Regions from separate parts of the Neogale vison genome. Here region 1 is linked to region 2. A link is a contact called in public Hi-C data. All regions are on one chromosome and are shown on one strand. The core of a region is the stretch at or near the end of the contact, and the rest is flanking DNA. Distances in the headings are between cores, read along the strand shown. Region 1 holds the start of IRX3 (iroquois-class homeodomain protein IRX-3). Region 2 holds the start of IRX5 (iroquois-class homeodomain protein IRX-5).

Region 1 (7,732 bases), core at 3,536-6,035, 540 kb after region 2:
GAGGGCCGCTGCGCCCTCCCAGATGAAGGAGTGAGCGGAGCCCTACACAATGCGGCTGTGTTTGATCCCGCGACGTGTCACTCAGAATTCGCAAACAATTTATGGCCATTAGACGTCGTTGTCAGGCGCTAATTTCCTGGTGGCGCTCCATCACAGGCCTCGAAATATCAGGGGAGGGGGCTCAGAGGCCCACGGGCTGGGGGCGCCAGGGAACCGTAGTGAGCCAGGCGGGGGTTCCCATAACGAGGCTTTAATGAGGGGAGCGCGGCCGGCCTTTGTGGAGAAGCCCAAGGAGGCGGCGGCCCAGCCGCGCGCTCGGAGAGGTCACTTCCTCCCCGGGGCCGAGCACCCGCCATCCCGTTGAGGTCCAGCTGCGGCCACAAGGCCCGGTGCCCATTGCGGGCTCTCTGGGGCCCTCGCCACCCTTGCCGGCTCGGAATTGAGGCCGGAAACGCAGTCTTTTCCATGCAACAATGCAAACGCTCTCATTACCATCTCCTCAATATGCATGAAGAAATTGCGCGAGGCTGTCCGAGCCCCATCACCCGGCTCTGGCCTCAGCATCCAATAAGGCGACATATTCATCTCCCAAGATGGATGAGGAGGGGGCACCGCGGGGAAGGCAGATCCACAGAGTGGGGGTGGGGGTGGGGGGCGAGGGGACACGTCCTGGAGAGGAAGAGGAGAACCTGAGAGACAGACCAAGAAACCGGAGAAGCACATAGACTGGGATGAAAGAGAGAAGGAAAGACAGAAGAATTGGGGGGGGGGGTGAAGGAGAGGGTCCGTCGCAGTGGTAGAGAGATAAAAAGAGGCAAAATCAGGGCAGAGGGAAGGAGCCACTGCAAAATGGTCCAGAGGAACTAATAAAACGAACGAGGGGAGCGGAGGAAAGAGAAGGAAAATGAATGACTTAGAAATCGAATACCTAGAAAGTGGGAGAGACAGACAGACGGGGAGTGAAAAACAAAGGAGAAGGAGGCAGTGAAACTGCTCAAGTCAGGTGGAAAAAGGATGATCGTGGAGAGGTAAAGAAAAATCAGATCACTTGCGCTGAGGGCCAGGTTTTCGATCCCCGCCATCCTGGGCGCGGCGAGTCGCGGGCCCCTCGGAGCCTCGGGGGCGCGGGCCAGGCGGACTGGGGACGCGCGAGGGCGCAGCGGGGAGCCAGGGGCAGTCGGCCGGCCTCGCGCCCCTCCTGGGGCCGCCGGGCCGGCTCCAGGGCGTCCGGGACTGACTCCCGGCCCACTGCACGCGTCGCGGCCCGCAGCTGCGGCAGCCGGCCGGGCGGCCTCTCCCCCGCCGAGAGCAAAGTTGGCAAAGTTTCTCCCAAAGTTTCCCCGACGCTTCTCGGGACCCAGGGACCGATCTCAAGGCCCCGGCGACCGGTGGGGAGCCGCAACCCCTTTCCCGGGCGGCTCTGCAGGCCGCCCGCCCGTGCCTCCTGGGATCCCCGGGGTCCGAATTCCGGCCTGATGCAAATCCCTCCCCGTGCGGACGCCAGGCCACGCACTCCGGCGTCCGCAGGGCTGCTAATAGCGGAGAGAGAGAATGCGGAAGAGGGAGAGAGAGAGAGAGAGAAGAAAAAAATATTCTCAGCTCAATTTAAGTCTCATGGAAAGGGCTTACAACTGTAATTAAATCATTAAATTCTTGTCTACGCTTCACAGAGCGGAGAGAAATTAACTTCCCACCAACCTCATTTTCTATTTGAACATGAAATAATGATTTTCTGCCCGTCTAATTACAAAGCCAACATCTGATCAAGCCAGCATCCAGAGGGGATTATCGCATGCACGAGTATTAGACCTCATTACCAGCTTGAGTGCAAAATTATTACATCTTGTAATTGGATGGTGAGATTTATATACAGATCGGCCCGGTTTCTGTAAGATTGTAATTACAAGCTTCGTTGGTTAGCTACTTATCAGAACTTTGCAGGAAAACAAAACAAATGACTGAGGAAAACGAGCATTTCATTAACCTGTAACCCGAGCGCGGGGGGGAGGGAGCGGTGGGAGCGAGCGCCGCGGCGTCTGCAGGAAGCGGAGGGATCGGCGGCCGCACTGCAGCCCGGGGACTTCGGTTCTGGGAGGGAAGGACAGAAGACCGGCCTCGGCGGGGAGACCTAGGGCTGCAGCGGCGCCCCCCGACGGGGACGCTAGCGCACCGTGAGGTTGGGCGAGGAGAGGGCAGAAAGGGGGCCTGGTGGCTAGCGGCTCGCGTGCAGTGCTTGGCGCTGCCCCTGAACCTGGCGGGCCGCCGGCTCTGGGCAGACGTCTGGCCGAGCGGCACCAGGTGCGAGTCCAGCGAGCGCTGCTGTGTGCACCAAACGTGTGCTATGGTCACCCTCTCCGTACACTGACACACTCGGGGCCGCGTAGAGAGAGCGTCTACAGCAAGCCTCCGAAGCGTTGTGTGTGCGCTGGGGACGTTGGAAGAAGGAGAAAAGACGGAGAAGCTTTTGTGTGCGGCGCGTTTTTGCGCGCATGACTTTTCCAAATCAACTTCCCGTGCACCTGCTTCTCCTCCCTGTGTGAGTGTCAAACTCTGACGTCCTCCCTTGGATTAGAAATCTCTGGAAATGGTTCGGCTGTCCTCGAACTCGAGAGTGCAGTCCGGGGCCGGGCTCTACTGGCCCGGTCGAGTTGCGGAGCTAGTGCCACGTCGGGGCTTGGCCGCCTAGTCCCGAAGTAAAGCGCGGACCTCCCGGGCCAGGGCTGATCTCTGCGGGACGCTAGGGTAGCGGAAAGGCCGCTTCTGCTCGGGACCCGGGACGCCGGGCGGGACCTGATTAATCGAGGTTCTTGGGTACGCGAATGGGTTTGGCGGTTCTCCTTTTGGGTCATGGGAGCCCTCGGACCTGCGTGGTTGGTTCACAGAGAACCACCTCGCCCCTTCCCTGGCCTCTTTCCCACCTCATGCAGCTCGATGCAGCCAGGTCGATAGCTGGTTAATGCGGAGGAAGCATCTCCCCGGCTTATGGTTTTGTCTTTTCCTTCAGGAAGAGCTGAGTTTTAAAAAGTGAGCGTTTCATCCGGGCATTTACAGCGCACCCCACAGTCTCCCCACCTCGGCATCTGGCTCTTGGCTCTCTGCGTTCCCGTGCCACCATTTGGTGCAAACTCTGGGGTTCAGGGCCGTCGAGGCTCGAGGTCGGACACCTAGGAAGCACTCTGGGAAATAATGGTACCCTCAATTTTGTAACCCCTGGATTTTCCGTGAGAAGGGGACCCCATGATTCCCGAAGCCACTTGGCTGAGAGGTTTAACTGGAAACGAAATCAGGCGCCGGGGAAACATTTCAAAGCCACAGCTTCCCCTGATATCATCTCCTCTGGGGAGACTCCAACTGCGGCCAAGGCCAGGTATCAGGCAGAATAGCAGGTGGGGAAGGGATATGGGTAAGACCTCGCCCGAATGTGAGAAGGCCGCACCGTCAGTTTCCCCAATCAACACAAAAACTGGTGGCCCCCAAACTTTCTCTTGTCTCCACCCCGCGCACACACACACACACACTCACACACCCCGCAATTTTTCTCTGGAGCCGCTGCCCTGTGCGAAGACGGGTGAAAGGAGACGGGGTGTGAGGGGTGGGGTCAAAACTGGCAGTTCATTCCTGAACTGGACCTGCCCAGAGCTGCTTAGACTGGAGAGACAGGCGGTCCGAGGCTCTCCGATCCCTCCGCTCTGGTGGAATTCGGATTCAATCCCTCTATCAATCAGCGCGCGGCGGCCAGTTTCCGCCTCACAGCCGGGGCTGGCCACTCCATGACCGAGTTACCGCCCCCGTGCTGTCCCTGGGGCGCTACCGCTGCAGGCCTGGCCTGTGTATCTATCGGTCGCCGCCGAGGCCTAAAGCTTTTAGCCCGGAGTCGCTGCGATTCCGGGAATTTCAATCCCGCGGTCGGCTGCACGCCCTAATCCGTGAGGTTGGGCGTTGGGATCCTGGGATTTCAGGTTTGATTGAGGAAATATCCCATAGATAACCAAAAGTCTTGCCTGCCATCCCCACCCGAGACGGTGATGGGATCTCTACAGAAAGAAAACAGTTTGGCACGGTGACCAGGGAGCAGAGGAAGGGGTAGGGAAACGAAGTGTGTCTCCCGACTAAAAATTCCAATATACAAACTTCTCGAAGCGCTCTCGCAAAGTTCCTGGAGCTTCCTCCACCTGGCTCTCTGCTCCTCCGCCTACCCGCTTAGGACGCCGCTAGGCTCCACATCCCAGCATAGGGTTCCCAGGGGGTCCACACTGCAGCCCCTGCCGAGGCAGAGCCCGCCATTTCTAATGAGAGGTTCGCACCCGGACACAGGCGCCGTTAAAGTAGCTGATTTCAGGGTTTGGTGCTCTGGGTAGGGGGCTGCTCGCTCCCCTGGGGAATGAGATGGCCTTTGAAGGCTCCACTAGAACGCACCCCCTCGTCCCTCGTACCACTCCTCTAGCTTCTTCCCTACTCCGCTGAGAGTGGCCTGGCATCTAGAGGTGCAAGCCGAAAAGGGGGCCTGGGCCGAGGAAAGCCCCAGCGCCTACGCTGGACCGAGATCCGGTCCCGACCCAGGCCCGGCGCTGGGGCGGGGAGAGAGGTACCGAGGGCCGGGCAGCGGGGAGGGGCAAGCTGACCCAGTACTAACCCGCGTCCCAGTACCTCCCGCTGCCCCTCCCGGCGCAGGCCGGAGGGGGCGGGCAGGGACTCCGAGCGCCCGGGCTCGCGTCCCCGCCCCGCCCCGCCCAGCGCGCAGTATCCTCCGGGGTGGGCGGCCTCGCCTGGAAGGCGCCCCGGCGATTGGCGACTCGGGAAGGAGACGCGAGGAAAAGTCGAATAAGAGGGCGAGACGTCAGACCCGAGATTTGGGGAAGGGCAGGGGAGGAGGTGAGGGCGGGGACGGACACACAGACACAGGCTCAGACACGGATCCACGGATCCACACCCCCCGCACGGCACCTTAAGTGTCCCCAACTTTAGGCCGCCTGAGCCCAGGGCGCCGCCAAGGCCAGGGGTGGGGGTAGTGGGGGAGTTATGGGAGTAGGCAGAGTGAGATAAAAAGAGGGGAGAAGAAAGAGTGAACTGAGCAGAAAGGGGAGAAGAGAGAAGGAATAGAGAGAACGGAAAAGCAGGAGAGGGAAGAGAGTTTCCGAGAGTCCAGGAGAGTGAAAGAGCCCGAAGGAGCGGAAGCGATCCTAGGGGCAAGAGGAGCGCAGAGAGGGAGGGAAGAGGAAGGGCGAGGAGGGGGAGTGAAAATAGAGGAGGGCGAAGGAAGCGAGGCGCGACACTGCTCGGGGAGAGGAGGGCACTGAGGAGCGAGGCGCGGGCAGAGGCTGCTCCGGCTGGCAAGAGGAGGGAGCGCGGCGCAGAGAGAGGAGGGGCTTGCGGGCCCGTAGAAATGTCAATCAGAGCCCGGAGCCCCGGGAATCTCCGCCAATCTGTTCGGACCTGACCTGGCTCCTCGCCGCCGCCACCGCCGCCGCCGCCGCCGCCGCCGCCGCGGAGCAGATCAATAGGCGAACGCGGAGCGCAGCTCAGCGCGGGAGGCAGCGCGGCCCCAGCCCGGCCCAGCCCCCGATGCGCGCCGGAGCCCGCGGGCGGCGCTGAGCAGGGTGGCCCCGGGGGCCGGGCCCCCTCTCCGTCCGTGCCCCGCGGGCCATCATGTCCTTCCCCCAGCTCGGATACCAGTACATCCGCCCGCTCTACCCACCCGAGCGCCCGGGGGCCGCCAGCGGCGGCGGCAACGCTGGGGCCCGGGGCGGCCCAGGAGCCGGAGCCTCGGAGCTGGCCGCCTCGGGGTCCCTGTCCAACGTGCTCTCCTCTGTGTACGGGGCGCCCTATGCCGCGGCGGCAGCGGCTGCCGCAGCCGCCCAAGGCTACGGTGCCTTTCTGCCCTACGCCGCCGAGCTGCCCATCTTCCCGCAGCTGGTAAGCGCCCAGGGAGCCGGGGTGGGGTGGGGGAGGGCTGGAGAGCTGGGGCGCGGGAAGAGGTGAGCGCGCGGGCGTAGATGAGCGCGGCCCAGGCCGGGAGGGGGAAGGCGGCGACGGCTAGGGCTCACCCGCGCTCCCTCCGCGCGTGTCCCTTCCCTCTCCATGTGCGTACAGGGCGCGCAGTACGAGCTGAAAGACAGCCCGGGGGTGCAGCATCCGGCCGCGGCCGCCGCGTTTCCGCACCCGCACCCGGCCTTCTACCCGTATGGCCAGTACCAGTTCGGGGACCCGTCCCGTCCCAAGAACGCCACCCGGGAAAGCACTAGCACGCTCAAGGCCTGGCTCAACGAGCACCGCAAGAACCCCTACCCCACCAAGGGCGAGAAGATCATGTTGGCCATCATCACCAAGATGACCCTCACCCAGGTGTCCACCTGGTTCGCCAACGCGCGCCGGCGCCTCAAGAAAGAGAACAAGATGACTTGGGCGCCCCGCAGCCGCACCGACGAGGAGGGCAACGCCTACGGGAGCGAGCGCGAGGAGGAAGACGAGGAGGAGGACGAAGAAGACAGCAAACGCGAGCTGGAGCTGGAGGAGGAGGAGCTCGTGGGGGAGGAGGAGGACACGGGGGGCGAGGGCCTGGCGGACGACGACGAGGACGAGGAGATCGATTTGGAGAACTTAGACGGCGCGGCCACGGGGCCTGAGCTCGCCTTGGCTGGGGCGGCGCACAGGGACGGCGACCTCGGCCTGAGACCCATTTCAGACTCCAAGAATAGCGACTCGGACGACAGCTCGGAGGGCCTGGAGGAGCGTCCACTGCCGGTGTTGAGTCTGGCCCCAGCGCCACCGCCGGTGGCCGCGGTTCCGCCTTCTCCACCCTCTCCGCCTGCGGGCCTGGACCCCTGCGCTCCGGCGCCAGCGCCCGCCTCAGCCCTGCAGAAGCCCAAGATCTGGTCCCTGGCCGAGACGGCCACAAGCCCGGACAACCCGCGCCCCTCGCCTCCCGGCGCCGGGGGTTCTCCCCCTGGAGCCGCCGTCGCGCCCCCAGCCCTGCAGCTCTCTCCAGCCGCCGCGGCCGCCGCGGCCCACAGACTCGTCTCGGCGCCTCTGAGCAAGTTCCCCGCTTGGACCAACCGGCCGTTCCCAGGCCCGCCGCCGGGGCCCCGCCCGCACCCGCTCTCCCTGCTCGGCTCGGCCCCTCCACACCTGCTGGGACTTCCCGGAGCCGCGGGCCACCCGGCCGCCGCCGCCGCCGCCTTCGCTCGACCGGCAGAGCCCGAGGGCGGAACAGGTGACTACTGAGCGCTGGGTGCGGAGGGAGGGGGTGGGTTCTGGGGGTCGCCAGGGGGCAGACGGAGATGGGCAGGACCCCGGGGACGCAGGACGCTTACCACCCCGCGCCTGCCTCGAGCGGCCCTGAGTGCTGGAATGGAGCGCTCTAAAGGCCTTCCTTTTTCTTCCCCGCTTCCCTTAGATCGCTGTAGTGCCTTGGAAGTGGAGAAAAAGTTACTCAAGACAGCTTTCCAGCCCGTGCCCAGGCGGTAAGAGACCCCGCGGTAGGGGCAATGGTGGGACAGGCAAGTGGGGGAGGAACGAACGCGGAGGCCCACTCGACTTTCGGCCCCGGGGGAACGCCGCCGGGACGCGCTTTAACAAGTGTACGAACCCCACAGCCCTCCGTAGTCCCCCTGGGCCCACAGCCGGCTTGGCCATCCCAGTCCTGGCACCCGGGCGCGGCCCAGGGTATGGCGCGGTGGGCGCCGGAGCCCGGCCGGGCCAGCAGGCCCCTGGAGTGGGCGGCGGCTCTGGGACG
Region 2 (6,967 bases), core at 1,875-4,374:
TCATAGGGAGAGTCTTTGCACAGGTCTAGCTGAGACTGGCTCCGCAACATTTTCGGGTCTTTAGCCAAAGCGTCCGCTCGGTTCAACACGGTCTGGTTTAATCCATTGAAATGCGAGCCCGGACCGGTTGTGGGGCCTGGCCCTGGCCCTGGGTGGCCGTGAAGGTGTCCAAAGGAGCCATAGTTCGTGTAGCCGGGATAGAAGGGCGCCGTGTAGTAGAGAGGCCGGGACAGCACCGTCCCTCCTGGAAAGGGGCACTGCGCCGAGGGCGAGCGCGATGGCGCCGGGGCCGGCGATGCGCGGCTGCCTCCTAAGGCTTGCCCCGCTACCGGCCCAGGACACGGTGGGCATGGAGAGCCTTCGCTCCCGCTGCCCCCGTCCTTGACTTTGTCCGAGGATGTGGCGATCTCTGCCAGAGACCACAGTTTGGGCTTGGCGAGCACCGCCTGTGGCGGCGGTGGTGGCGGAGAGTGTATGACCGAGGGCCCGCCGGGACCGGGGGGCAGCTCTCCCGCGGCTGGGTGCGGGCCCGGAGCCGGCGCGCCGGAGGGGTAGTGAGGGGCCGGGTCCTCGGCCAACCGCGCTGCCGCTGGCCCCGCCGGGGAAGGCCCTCCCGCGCGGGGGGGCCCGGGCAGCGCGTCCAGACGGCCCTCGGATGTGGGCTCCTTAAAATCCGAGTCGCTGAGGCTGCCCTCCGTCTCCTTGCCGGCGGGGCTGGGCGGCCCCTGCAGCCGTTCGCAGCCCGAAGCCGCCTTCTGCTCCGCTCCTCCTGCGGGCGAAACCCCAGGCCGTCAGGGGCGCGGAGGCCGCGCGGTGGGGCCCAGGTCCCTGCCCGCAAAGGCAGTGACCCTAGCCCCCAACCTCCAGGCCCCCCTTTTCCTTCTTACTCCCTCTCCAACACACCCTTTCCCACGTCCACCAACCTGCTTCAGGGCCCTCGGAGTCGCCCTTGTCCTCTGGCTTCTGGGGCTCATCCTCGTCGTTTTTCTCCAGATCAATGTTCTCCTCCTCCTCCTCGTCCTCGCTGCGGTTCCGCGGCGTCCACGTCATCTTGTTCTCCTTCTTGAGGCGCCGGCGCGCGTTGGCGAACCAGGTGGACACCTGGGTGAGGGTCATCTTGGTGATGATGGCCAGCATGATCTTCTCGCCCTTGGTGGGGTAGGGGTTCTTGCGGTGTTCGTTGAGCCAGGCCTTGAGCGTGGCGGTGGCGTCTCGCGTGGCGTTCTTCCGGTACGCGGGGTCCCCGTAGGGGTATGAGCCCAGGGGCGCCGCGTAGGGGTGGTACCCTAGGGAACCTGCCATTCCCGGCGTATGATCGTAGGGAGAGCCCTGCAAGGAACAGGCAAAGAGAGGGTGAGAGCGGGCCGTGGTCCCCAGGACCACCTAGACGACCGAAGCACGTTTTCCCTGCGCCCAGGGGTCCGCGAGCTGCGAGGCCCAAACTCCGACTTCCCATGGGGTAGGGCTGGCGGGCTCAGACCCAGGGGCAACTCTTCCTCCTCCTCCGCTTCCGTAGGGAGCGGGGTGGGGGGGCACCAACTCCTGATTCCCATCCTTTGGGGACGCTTGAAGCCGTCCTGGCCTCAGCCGCACCCAGTAGGCCCGCGTCTGCCGGGGCAAGTCCGCCCCCTCCATGCGCAGATCGGGCCCCCTTGGCCAGGCCCTCCACCCAGATGGAGGCCTGGGCAGCGGCGGCGACTCGGCACTTAGTGCCCTGATGGCTGCACGTTAAGGTTCAAGGGGAGAGAGCAAGGGAAGTCAAGGCATTTTTCCCCCCAAAGAGGAAGGCAAAGGAAAAGCTAAGCCTTGCCCGGGCACTCTCACCCCCCCAAAAATGTTACCCCAAACCGAAGCCACGGCATTTTTCCAGAAAGTGCACCCGGCCGAAAAATCCCGGATGCACCGCAGCTCGGCCGACTTTTCAGAAATCTAATACCTCCAAATCGGATTGCGAAGATAGGATTACGGATTTGCAACATTTTGGAGGACTAATTAAAGGCGAGGCCAAACACATTTACATTGACTTAGCGCGCTTCTGCTCTGATTTCTGGTCCGTTTCTTTTGAACTACTTTTCCAAAATGGCAAAACCATTAAAATAAAATAAAATAAAACCTGCAGGGCGGCCTGGAGCTCATGTTTGAACCGGACGCTGCTCTTTAATTGCAGCGACCTCTCCCCAAAAAACCCTCTCCGCCCGCTCAGAGCCCCAAGCAGGACGCGGCTCTGCCCTCCGAGCAACTCCTGAGCCCGAGGCCCGGGAGAAGCCGCGCGAGACAGTCGCCCAAGTTTGCAGGGGCCGCGAAGCTTGGCGGGGGCGGTCGCGGTGGCGCCAGGGCCTGTGTCCTCCGCAGCCCCCGCCCGCCCCGTGCGGCCCCAGCTGCCCTTGCCCGCCGCGGCACCCGCTCACTCACCACGTACGAAGAGAAGGCGGCGGCGGCGGCAGCCGCGGGGTCGGCACCGTACTGGAGGTGCGAGTTGTAGCCCGGCGAGGGCGCCGTGAAGGCGGTGGAGCCGGCGTAGGGCGAGAATGCGGAGCCCGACGACGAGCGGCCGAGCTCATCCGTGCGGGGCCCCGAGATGACGCTGGTGCTGTATGCCGGGCACGAGTAGAGCGCCAGAGAGGCGGACGGCTGGTACAAGTAGCCCTGCGGGTAGGACATGGCCACACACGGGCATGGGGCGCGCCGCGCCGCGGCCGCCAACGAGCCGGGCGGCGCCCTGCGAGGGCGAGCGGGCGGGCACCTGGCCTCCGGCTGCCCCCGGCTGCCGCTTCTCGGGCCCCGGCTCCCGGGCTCCGGCCCGCGGCGCCTCCTCGCTGGCTTCCCGCGCGCCTCCGGCTGCGACTGCCGAGCCCTCTCCTCTGCGCGCCTTGCTCGCCCCGGCTGGGTTTCTCCCCCCTCCCTTGCAGCTTTCTCTTTTTCCCCCTCGCTCTTTGCACTGGGGGGCTCTGCTTTTGGCTTCGCAAAGGTCCTGCCAAGATGCTAAGTTGGAAATTGAGGATTCTGACGCCTTGTGCGCGCCTGAAGCTCCTCCTTCCCGGGGTGTAGTCGGTGGGAGGACTGGCAGGAACCTCTGGGCGGCCGCAGCCAACCCGGCCGTCAGGCGCGCCTCGCCCTCTCCCTCTTCCTCCCCGGCTCCCTCTCCCGCTCGCTGGCGCTCCCCTCGCCCCTCCCTCGCGCCCGCCTCTCCTCCGCGGCCCTCCTCTCCACCCTCCTCTTTTTCTCCCCCCACCCCCCCTTCTCTCCCGGGTCTCTCTCCCTCTCTCTCTTTCTCAGACTCTCGAGCGCCGGCCCCAGGATGACAATCACATCCCAGGCGCGCCGATCTCTTCCAACTTTCCTTCCCTGCTAAGTCGGGGTAGAGTGCGGTTCCGACATAAGGCAGGCCCTGGTGGCGGGTCCGGTCGATCCGAAGCACAAAGGCAGCGAGGCGGCGGGCTGGGCGCGGGCGAGCGCTCTGCTCTGTGCTTGCCACAGTAAACCGCGGAGTTAGCGGATTTCTTGTTCCGCAAGAGGCTGGGCTCCCAAGCGGACCGTCACCTACCCGCCCCTGGCTTCTCCCCCAAGCCAGGGAGCCGGAGAGCGAGTTGGAGACCTGGAATGAAGGTCCCTGGAAGAGACGGAGGGATGCCCTCGTCCGGGGCGCGGGAAGGCCGAGATGACTGTCCCTCTCCGCCAGCAGCAGCAGGTGGGCGAGAGACAGGCCTTGGACATCTGCACGTCTCCGGCCTCCTTCCACCAACTCCCCGCCAAACGACAAGGAAGGGGGAGGGCCGGGATTACGGGGGAGAGCCTTTCTCTAGAGGAGAGGTAATGGGCAAGAGCTGCCACATGAAGAAGCAGCTGTACCAGAGTAGGTCCACGGACCCCACTACACCCCATCTGGCCCCCACCATGCCTCGCCGCCTCTTCCTCGGGCTTTCCATCTACAGCTCCCTCTGCCTGGCCGGTGGTGATGGTGGAGGGTGCGGGTCCCCTTCCCCTTAGCACGCACTTTAGCACCCGCCCACGCTCCATTGCAAACACTCGGCTTTGCCCAACCCAACCACTGTTTGTTCAGCGAGGCGCTGGCAAGGCAAACACACACAACTGAGTCACAGGCAGAGCCCTTGCCCACGACGGCCACACAGAATACAAAACAGACCCCCTGCCTGTCTCTCCATCCCGCGCCGCCACAAGCCAGACGCACTCGAACTCTGGGACAGACAGGGGCGCTGGTGAACCAAAACAGGGCTGGCACAGTGTTGGGCACTCCACTGGAGCTCGGTATATCACGGACTTCGTGACCTTACATAAAACTGGGGCACACGCAGGCCGAAAGACAACCACACAGTTCCCCGCAAGGACTTTGACAAGCAAGATACACTTTATTTACGGAGCTCCAGGCCCCTCACACTGACCCACTGAAGTAAACTCGGACGCGCTCCGCTGCAGGACTTCACGCAGGCGCGCTAACTCCTCCCCACCCTCAGCTTCGCCCCCCCCCCACGCTCCGCCCCTCAAGCAGACATTCGGCAATGTCTCTGTCAGCCCCGCCCTGTCCCTCCTTGCCTCCATCTCTAATTGGGCCCTGGCCTCCACTGGCCCCGCCCCCCGACGACGTGCGCCCGCTTCCCTCCGAGTCACGGCGCCGAGGGGGTGGGACCGGGCGGGGCAACGGCTCCCTATTGTCATGGAGACGAGAAGCCTGCCGCCGCGGAGGCGGGCACAGCCCGGCCCAGGTGGCTGCCCGCGGGCCGCTGAGGCGAGGCCGGGCGCCCGGGACGGCCGGAGCGGGAGGGAGCGCCGAGCTGGCCGGTGATGGCTTTTCGGGCGGCCAAGGGGAGCTCGGTGTAGACCGAGTGGTCGCGGGGAGCTACCCCTCCCCGTTCCCTTCGCTCCCGCCTCTCGCGGCCCTTGTGCTCCTCAGCGCCCGCCCCCGGCTCCGCCCGCCGCCGCCGCCGCCGCCGCCGCCCCTGCCGCCGCGGCTGCCCCTCGCGCTAACGGTCGGTAGCTGCCCGCGCGCGCCGCCCGCCGGGGGCTCGCGCCAGCCACGAGGGAGCGTCCGCGGTCCGCGCGCTCGCGCGGCGGAGGAGAGGTGAGTCCCGGGTACCCCGTCCCGCTGCGTTCCCGCCCGGTCGCGCCCGGGCTCACTGCCCCTCGCGCCGCATCCGAGTCCCTTCGTGGACCGGATGGCCGCGGCGGTGCCCCGCGAGCCGCAGGGTGGGCGTGGGCCGTGTGAGTGTTGGACCGGCCTCTCCTGATGTCACGGTGCCCGGGCGGGCGCGCGTGGGCGTGTCCCCTGCATCCACGCGCGGCCGCAGCACCCTCTCGGCTCTCGTCCAGGATGCTGTTTTCTGACATGGAGCCATGGAGGTTTGTGCCACCGAGAATCTGAGTCTGTCACACAGACATCCTCATTACATCATCCTGCCACTCTGGGCCGCTAGGCTATCCCCCCTTGCCCTCCCCTTTCCTTTTACTGTCTTCTTTTTGGTGTCAAGGTCTGGAGAGAATCCTGAAAGATATTGAAGCATTTCGAATTTATGGTTCTGTTGCCGTGGTTGTCACCTCCGCTCTACGTCAAATTTAAGACTCATTTCTTAAGGATGTCTCTATTTTCTGCTTTATTTGCACATTGATGGCTCTGCTGCTCGGCTGGCCACGGCCGCCTGGCGTCTCAGACTTGTGTTAATATGTGAAATGGAAGAACTGATCATTAGCAGGCAGATGGGATTCAAATAGCATCTGGCGGGGGTTTCTCAGTGTTCCTGTGAAAGTTTTTACGTTTTTGCTGGTAAAAACGAGGTTTTTACCTTTTGATCTTGGTAGTGGCTACTTAAGGTTAAGGTTCCCTCTCCCCTGCCTTCTCCTTTATTCATCAGCTTTCCCGTTTGGGAACCTGCTTACTTGTTAAGCTGTTTCACTGGTCTCTGGTCACTGAAGCTTCCCCCCCAACCCCCCCAACCCCCCCCCCCCGCAGAGGTGGGAACTCTCTCCCTTTCCTTCCACATTACCAAGATGACTCCTTTTGGGGGGGGGGGATTCTTGCATTTATATCCTTCTGAACATTTTAACTTACACTGGGAATAGGCATGCCCTGATTGCTTTTAATGTAGGACTTTTAGAAAATTGTAATTTTAAGAGTTCCTAAAGGTTTATTGGTTTGTCATGTCTGCACGGATCCAGTTATGCATAACTCTTAAAATTTCAAGCTTTAAAATAATATCCACAATTGCATTGCCACGACATGGCTGCAAAGCTTGCTGTTCGAGTTTTGGCCGTACAGTTGTCATTGTGTAAATCAAGTGCAAAAGAGGTTATTCCTGTTTATTTAGTGTAATAACTGTTTACAGTTAAAACTTTAAAGACTCATAAAAGTAGGTCTGCTGTATTTTAAAGATCTCATCATTCTTGTGGGTGAGACACAACACCGGCGCTAGGAAAGGCAACAGATTGCTTCTGTCATATCGCTTTGCTGTTTTGGAGTGTACTTAAAGGATTATGATTGATAAGGCTGTCTTGCCAGAGAATGTTGACACAGGTGTGCATCGTTATCTTAATTAAGATCCTGAGAAAATGTTGTCTATAAAATGGTGACATAAGAAGGGCGGCATATTTTTGTACAGTTTTGCTTTTGGAGAATTTAATTGCACTTGAAACCCGTCTTTGAGCTTCCAGATTTTGCGAGCAGTCTGGCAACAGAAGTTTTAGAGAGAAATGGTAGTTTAATGTTAAGTGCTCTGGCATGTAGTAATACTACTTGTGGCTTTTTGGCCATGCCTTTGTCAGCTTTCTTTGTGCTCTTTGTGGAGTCATGGTTACTAATTTAGAAAGAAAAGCATAAATGGGACAGTCTGTTATTAAGCAAACATTTATTAATGTTGAGAATAAATCTGTAGAGGAAGTCTCGCTTAATGTGCAGAAGCAGGAATATAATAAAAATGTAAACATATGAGAAATTCATGCCACTTTATATTTTGGAAAA

What was found. Hi-C and Micro-C count contacts between places; a contact is called where the count stands out from the background.
Region 1: a Hi-C map of fibroblasts shows a contact between it and region 2, with 16 times the contacts expected there. The contact joins the promoter of IRX3 here to the promoter of IRX5 in region 2. A contact is called at or near these places in 2 of 3 Hi-C or Micro-C datasets (fibroblasts and muscle).

The regions. Positions count from the first base shown.
Region 1 is chr7:29,018,734-29,026,465 of ASM_NN_V1, forward strand. It overlaps IRX3 (iroquois-class homeodomain protein IRX-3), which reads left to right and starts at 4,786. Exons shown (of 4, transcript XM_044256131.1): 1 at 4,786-5,913; 2 at 6,091-7,210; 3 at 7,394-7,460. The coding sequence starts at 5,647.
Region 2 is chr7:28,482,503-28,489,469 of ASM_NN_V1, forward strand. IRX5 (iroquois-class homeodomain protein IRX-5) reads right to left here and starts at 3,125. Exons shown (of 4, transcript XM_044256128.1): 1 at 2,413-3,125; 2 at 924-1,329; 3 at 1-769. The coding sequence starts at 2,661. It overlaps LOC122911445 (a long non-coding RNA gene), which reads left to right and starts at 4,727. Exons shown (of 3, transcript XR_006385465.1): 1 at 4,727-5,077.